Linked DNA regions of Mus musculus: region 2 is linked to region 1. Evidence: chromatin contacts called from public HiChIP or PLAC-seq data. All regions are on one chromosome and are shown on one strand. The core of a region is the stretch at or near the end of the contact, and the rest is flanking DNA. Distances in the headings are between cores, read along the strand shown. Region 1 has its middle 17 kb from the start of Jun. Region 2 has its middle 5.1 kb from the start of Gm12708.

The links. HiChIP or PLAC-seq counts read pairs in DNA pulled down with a chosen protein or histone mark.
Region 2: a BATF HiChIP or PLAC-seq map of CD8 T cells shows a contact between it and region 1, with 5 read pairs. The contact joins two enhancer-like sites. A contact is called at or near these places in 1 of 39 promoter capture datasets (neutrophils) and 4 of 115 datasets of contacts at active chromatin or transcription factors (CD8 T cells, bone marrow-derived macrophages, embryonic forebrain and 1 more).

The regions. Positions count from the first base shown.
Region 1 is chr4:95,034,221-95,037,030 of GRCm38.p6, reverse strand. No RefSeq gene overlaps it. Among named protein-coding and RNA genes, the nearest start is that of Jun, 17 kb to the left of the region's middle. Within about 2 kb of position 1,395, at least 12 of the 459 cell types and tissues checked have an H3K27ac peak or open chromatin away from gene starts, as enhancers often do. A contact at or near this core is called in CD8 T cells, where this site is marked.
Region 2 is chr4:95,186,828-95,189,527 of GRCm38.p6, reverse strand. No RefSeq gene overlaps it. Among named protein-coding and RNA genes, the nearest start is that of Gm12708, 5.1 kb to the left of the region's middle. Within about 2 kb of position 1,252, at least 31 of the 459 cell types and tissues checked have an H3K27ac peak or open chromatin away from gene starts, as enhancers often do. A contact at or near this core is called in CD8 T cells, where this site is marked.

The DNA.
Region 1 (2,810 bases), core at 146-2,645:
AGAAAACACGTAATGCTTAAGCCTATCTCTTTGGTGACTGTTGAACATAACAAACAGTAAAAGCAGAAAAGAGGATGAAACAAACTGTTATCATGACTGAATCATGAGGAGACACTAAAGGTGAATGTTTGAAGTAGCAAGGAAATCCATACAGTTAAGACTTAAGACCTCCCTCAGGGAAAGGCTCCATACACAGGGCAGAGATTCACAAAGTTCAGCCTAATACCCCATGACCAAAATTTCCCCCTTCTTGAAATGAATCAAATATCATAACACCCAGGATCTGAGATATGCGAGAAGGACCTGAAAACCCCTAGTAATAAAAATTGGCTTTAAGCATACGTGAGCGGAAGGTCCCAGTGTTACAACTGTGAAAACTCTACACCAGACTGATCTCTATTGTGTGTACTGAGACAAGTCTGGGCTAAAATAGGGTAGGGTGAGTAATTTGTGTCACAAATGGCCTTACAACCTTTCCATGTTAGACTACTGTGATAGCTAATCTTCACTGTCAACTTAACTACATTTGAAAACACCTAGAAGACACACCTCTGGGTATGTCTTTTGAAGGAGATTCCAAAGAGGTTTCTGGGAGGGAGAGGAAAGATCTACTCTGAATGTTAACAGCATCATCTCATGGGTTGAAGTGTTAATATGATTAGGAAAAAGGATGAAGCCACATGACAACAAACTGTTGTTGCCCAACTATGGACACAATGTGACCAATCAACTCATGCTACTGCCATCATGCCTACTTTCCCCCATGATATGCTATATTCCCTGAGACTATAAACCAAAATAAACTATTATCCCTTTATGTCCTTTGTGTCAAGTATTTGGCCACACCCATGGGAGAAGAAAAGTAGACATTAATATGGGATTGATTTCCCACCATGCTTACAAAAGATGGTGTTCATTCTACTCCTTCATCCCACATTTATTGAAGTAAACAAGAAAGAGGTAAATAATCCTGGAAGAGAGAGAGCAAGTAAAAAGAGAGAGAGAGAGAGAGAGAGAGAGAAAGAGAGAGACTAACATCATTCAGCATGTTGGCTGCTATCATAGCAGTGAATACAGTGGGGACTGAGAACAAATACCTGTGTAGTAGAGTTCATTAACTTCTCCCTGTCTGTAGAAGGTACTTGGACTTGCATCTTAAAGGAATGAATAAAAGTTGGCCATTAAAATGGTAAGATGGTGTTTTGGTGAGTGGCAACATCAGGGACTAAAGTAAATATGATTCACAGTGCCTGTCAGTCAAACCTCAACTATTTTCAGACCAAATAGTTGAAGTTGAGTTTGTCAAATAAGGAAAAAGACCTATTAAACAGATGTGACTCACTGGCCCAATGGAGCTTTGCTCTTTGTAAAGGACTGCAGGGTCAGAGCAAGCGGTGGTGTACCACAGATGTAGTAAAAGCACTACCAGAGATGTGGGGGGCAGGGCAATGAGGGGATTTACTCAGCTTAGTCACTACAAAAGGCTTCCCTAGGAAGTGACCTTTCAGCTGACACCTGAAAGAATTAGTCAGTGATGTCAAGGTGTGGGCCTGTCCTCTTCAAGGATAAGTGTTAGAAGTAGAGAGGAGACCCATAGAGTTGGGACTTAAGAGTTCTCTCAGGGGAAGTCTCCATATACAGCGCAGGAATTCCAAGAGTTCAGCATAATACTCTATGACCAAATTTAGTGCCCAAGCCCTCTAGTCTTCAACCACCTCAGGAGTTATATGGCAGTTAACAAAGAACAGTCTCTTCCTGAAGGCCTCACTACTTTATATTAATGTACAAGCATGAATCCCTGGCTCTGAGAGACCACTGTTTCTTCTGTAGCTCTTGTGACAGAGCTATGTTTGCATTTCTTCACATAAGCCTTATAGATTTCATCCCAGATGAAGGAACTGAGGCAGTGTGATTATTTAAAAGTCCTGGGACTCTGAGGAACAGGAACAAGATTTTACTTGAAGATCAAGCTCTTGGTATCATCATCACACTACCTCTGTGGATGATGTGGTCACATTTTTCTTGTTGATGTGACAGATACCTGATAGCGATAATTTAAGAGAGATGTTCTTTTTGGTTCATGGTCCATTATGGCACCCGGATCAGCTCTTCTCATCATAGCTGCAACATTAACATCTTAGCCGATCAAGAAACACAGAACCCAGCCTCTAAAGCCACAGTGTAATATTTTTAACATGTCCACTTGCCACAACCTAGAATCGTGGGGGGATTATCTAGATCAGGTTGGCCTGTGGGCATTTCTATGGGGGGAGGGGATTCTCTTGACTGTTAACTTGGTATAGGGAGACTCACCCCATTGTGGGTCTTCTTACCATTTTCCTATGCACTGAGTTTCACTCAAGGTAGAGAAGTCAGAGGAAAGGTGTGTGACAGAAAGCAAGCATAGAAGTGTTGGTTTGTCTCTGGTCTTGACTGTGGGTGTGACGTTACTGGCTGTTTGAGTTTCTGCCTTAACCCTACCCCACTCAATGATGGGTAAGCCAAGTAAACCTTTCTTCCATGCAGTGTTTATCTGAGTGTTTTATCACAGCAACAGAAAGGAAAATAGGATGCCCATGGGTCTACCTCTGCACATAGGCCTCCGGCCCCAAAGGTCCTACGACTACTAGTTGACAAGGAAACTGTAGAAGACATTACATATTCAAGCTGCCATACTGTAAGATTCCAACAGCTCAGCAATGGCTCACTCCTGAGTAGCACCTGTGACACAGAGAGCTTACAGGGAATACCAAGTCCTTTTCCTTAGCACAGGTGGAGAATTGGGAAGCCAAGTGGCCACAGTTTTTTCT
Region 2 (2,700 bases), core at 3-2,502, 150 kb before region 1:
ATGCACCACACGTCATGCCTTGCCACCATTTGTTTGGGAGAGAAAGGCAGATGATATTTGAGGTGAGGTGGGAAAAGGAATGGTGGGTCCAGACCCTGGCTTCTAGCCTGAGAGGCTCATGATGTGCGCAGTCATACAGAGGGCTCTGAGCGCAGAAAGCTACACACATGGTAGGATGCTCTGCTCAGCCATCCTGATGATATTTGAACAAGGACCTCAGAGTGTTAGTTTGTACAGGGATCTATCCAATTAAGTAGCCACACTGTAAATGAGGGCCTGTGGGCAGGAAGGGGAATGGTACCTTTGAAGCAAAGTGACCCTGGGTGTACAAAGACCCACCGGCACACAAGATTCACTCAGCCTGTCCCAGGAACAATGCATGTGGGCTGCATTGTTTCTGACCAGAGAGAGCTGGTCGTGATGGGGCGGAGAACAGCTCAAAGTGGAAACCGGTAGAAGGTTAGGATGCTGAATGTAGCCCTGGGAATTCTGTGTGCTCTACACTGCACAGGCAGGCAGCTTGCTGTGTAAGTAAAGGATGGTTCCAGAAGAATTCCCAAGGACCTGGGGATGAAATGGTGTCGAAGCTGTCAGGAGCTAAGTTCAATAGAAGGGAGACCAGACCCAGGAGATGACCAGGCAGAGCTGTGTTCTGGTTTCACAGCCTTCAACACTTTTGTTTTTGTAGACTCCTTTTCCTTAGGAAGGCAAATATATAAATTTATATCTTACAACTATATTAGTGAAAAGGCAAATATCTCAGTACTCTATGCAAACCCGATTTCTCTCTTTGGTTGCAAGTGGGTATTGTACCTACACCTACAGTACTTAATAGGCAAGCCACTTTGACATGGGCCACAAAGTTCCTCAGATCATCAGCTGGGATTACTGGACTATCCTAGAATGGTCCATCTGTTTTTTCTCTTCACAGCCCTGTCAACAGGAGCCTGTTTTGTCTCCAAGTCAATTTCTCAAAAATGGAATGGGTGGCTATTGAGCCTGTAAAAGACATATGTACCTGACTGACAGGTAAAGGGTTCAGGGGAAAATTCCCTGAGACTCATATCTGCAAGTACCTGTGACTTTTCCCCTAATGTCACGTACATCAACCCTGGGTGCTAAGCTACCTACAAGCCACACCCATGAGGTGGGTGGGGAGGTTTAGTCATCAGCAGCCGCTGAGGAGACTGTCTGGAGGAAAGAAATGCCATTATCGGTCTGTCTGTCTGTGGCTGCAATATAAGTCACTCTGGCTTTGCTTCATTATCTCCTCAGAAGACAGCCACCAGTGACTCATCTCTGGTACTCTCCTCCCTATAACCAAGGATGGTGACAAAATGGCCTGATTCAGCAGCAGCAGCCCAGCCTTCCTACTTTCACATCTTTGTTGCTGGATATACTTAGATAGGTGAGCAATAGCAAGAGATGAGGTGCATTCATTTGGAAAAGAAAACTAGGTCTGACCTAGTTGACTCTTCCGGTCTCAATCTTCAACTCACTGTTCTTTAGATCCCTTCCTATTTAGAAGGGAGGCATGCATGAGTGAGTGGATAAGTGAGTGAATGTTTAATCTTTGCTGGTCCAACTTCTGCACTCTAATTCCTGAGGTCAAGAGACAGAACCCAACTGGTTCTGAATCCAGAAGAAAAATTAATCAGACAGGAAAACTGCAGATAAATTTAGACAAAAAAATTTTGGGGAAACTGAGATGGGGTGAAGACAGCATTTGGAATCTCGATTCACCAGAGAAGTATTCAGACACATTACAAGGTAACATGTGTGGCCCCTACGATCATTTCACGATGAGAGTAAGAACTTGTGTTTCAGTAGCAATTACTCTGGTCCAGGTACCCGGCCAACCATATTTACACAGACTCATTCATGTTTGTGTGTCCCTGGAAGGTAGGTGCCTAGGTCAGGAAGAGAAAGGTCATGATGCAAAGACAAATGAACAGAAATGGCTCATTTACATACAGCTCCTTGCTTGCTCATGCTGTACGTTCACCTTTCACTGCTGTGGGGGGAAGCTTCGGTGATCTCCAAGATTAAGAAGCCTAGGAGATCTTAAAGTCTAAGAGGGAAAGGAAGATGGATGCAGGAGCCTGGAAAGCAGGAGATGGTCAAAGAGCCAATCCAGTGAGCTTTGAAAGATAGGACCAAGGGTCAGGGAATGGGACCTTGTTATTTGAGACATCATGGGTGGAATGAAGCTTTCCAAGATATAACCCAGGTGTGGCTCTGAGTGTGGGTGGATGAATCTCTGTAAAGGTAAAAATCCCCAGAGCCGGGGTCAAAGAGCACCAGATGGAGTGATGCTGGTCTTCCTGGGACAACAGGGATCTGGGGGAAGGTGTAACAATCCTGTGTTTAAGTGAATTACAGCTTCCTGGGGTATACATTTTAACAGAAGAGTTTGGAGAGAGTGATTTTTTTTTATGTTCAAACAGAGATATATACAATAAAAGACCCCAAGGAAATGTGTGTGTGCATGTGTGTGTAGGCCTACCTTCCTTCACAGTGGACGGCTTGAAAAGCAGTCATTATGGAAAAGGTACATAAAGTTACACATGACAGCTACCAAGAGGGACAGAAACACAAGTTGGAACTTCTTTCCATTTCTATTCAGTAATAATAATCTCAGAAGTTCCCTGGGGCTCCTTGATCTGTTGTGCTCCCAAGACGACACTTTGAGAAGCTGTG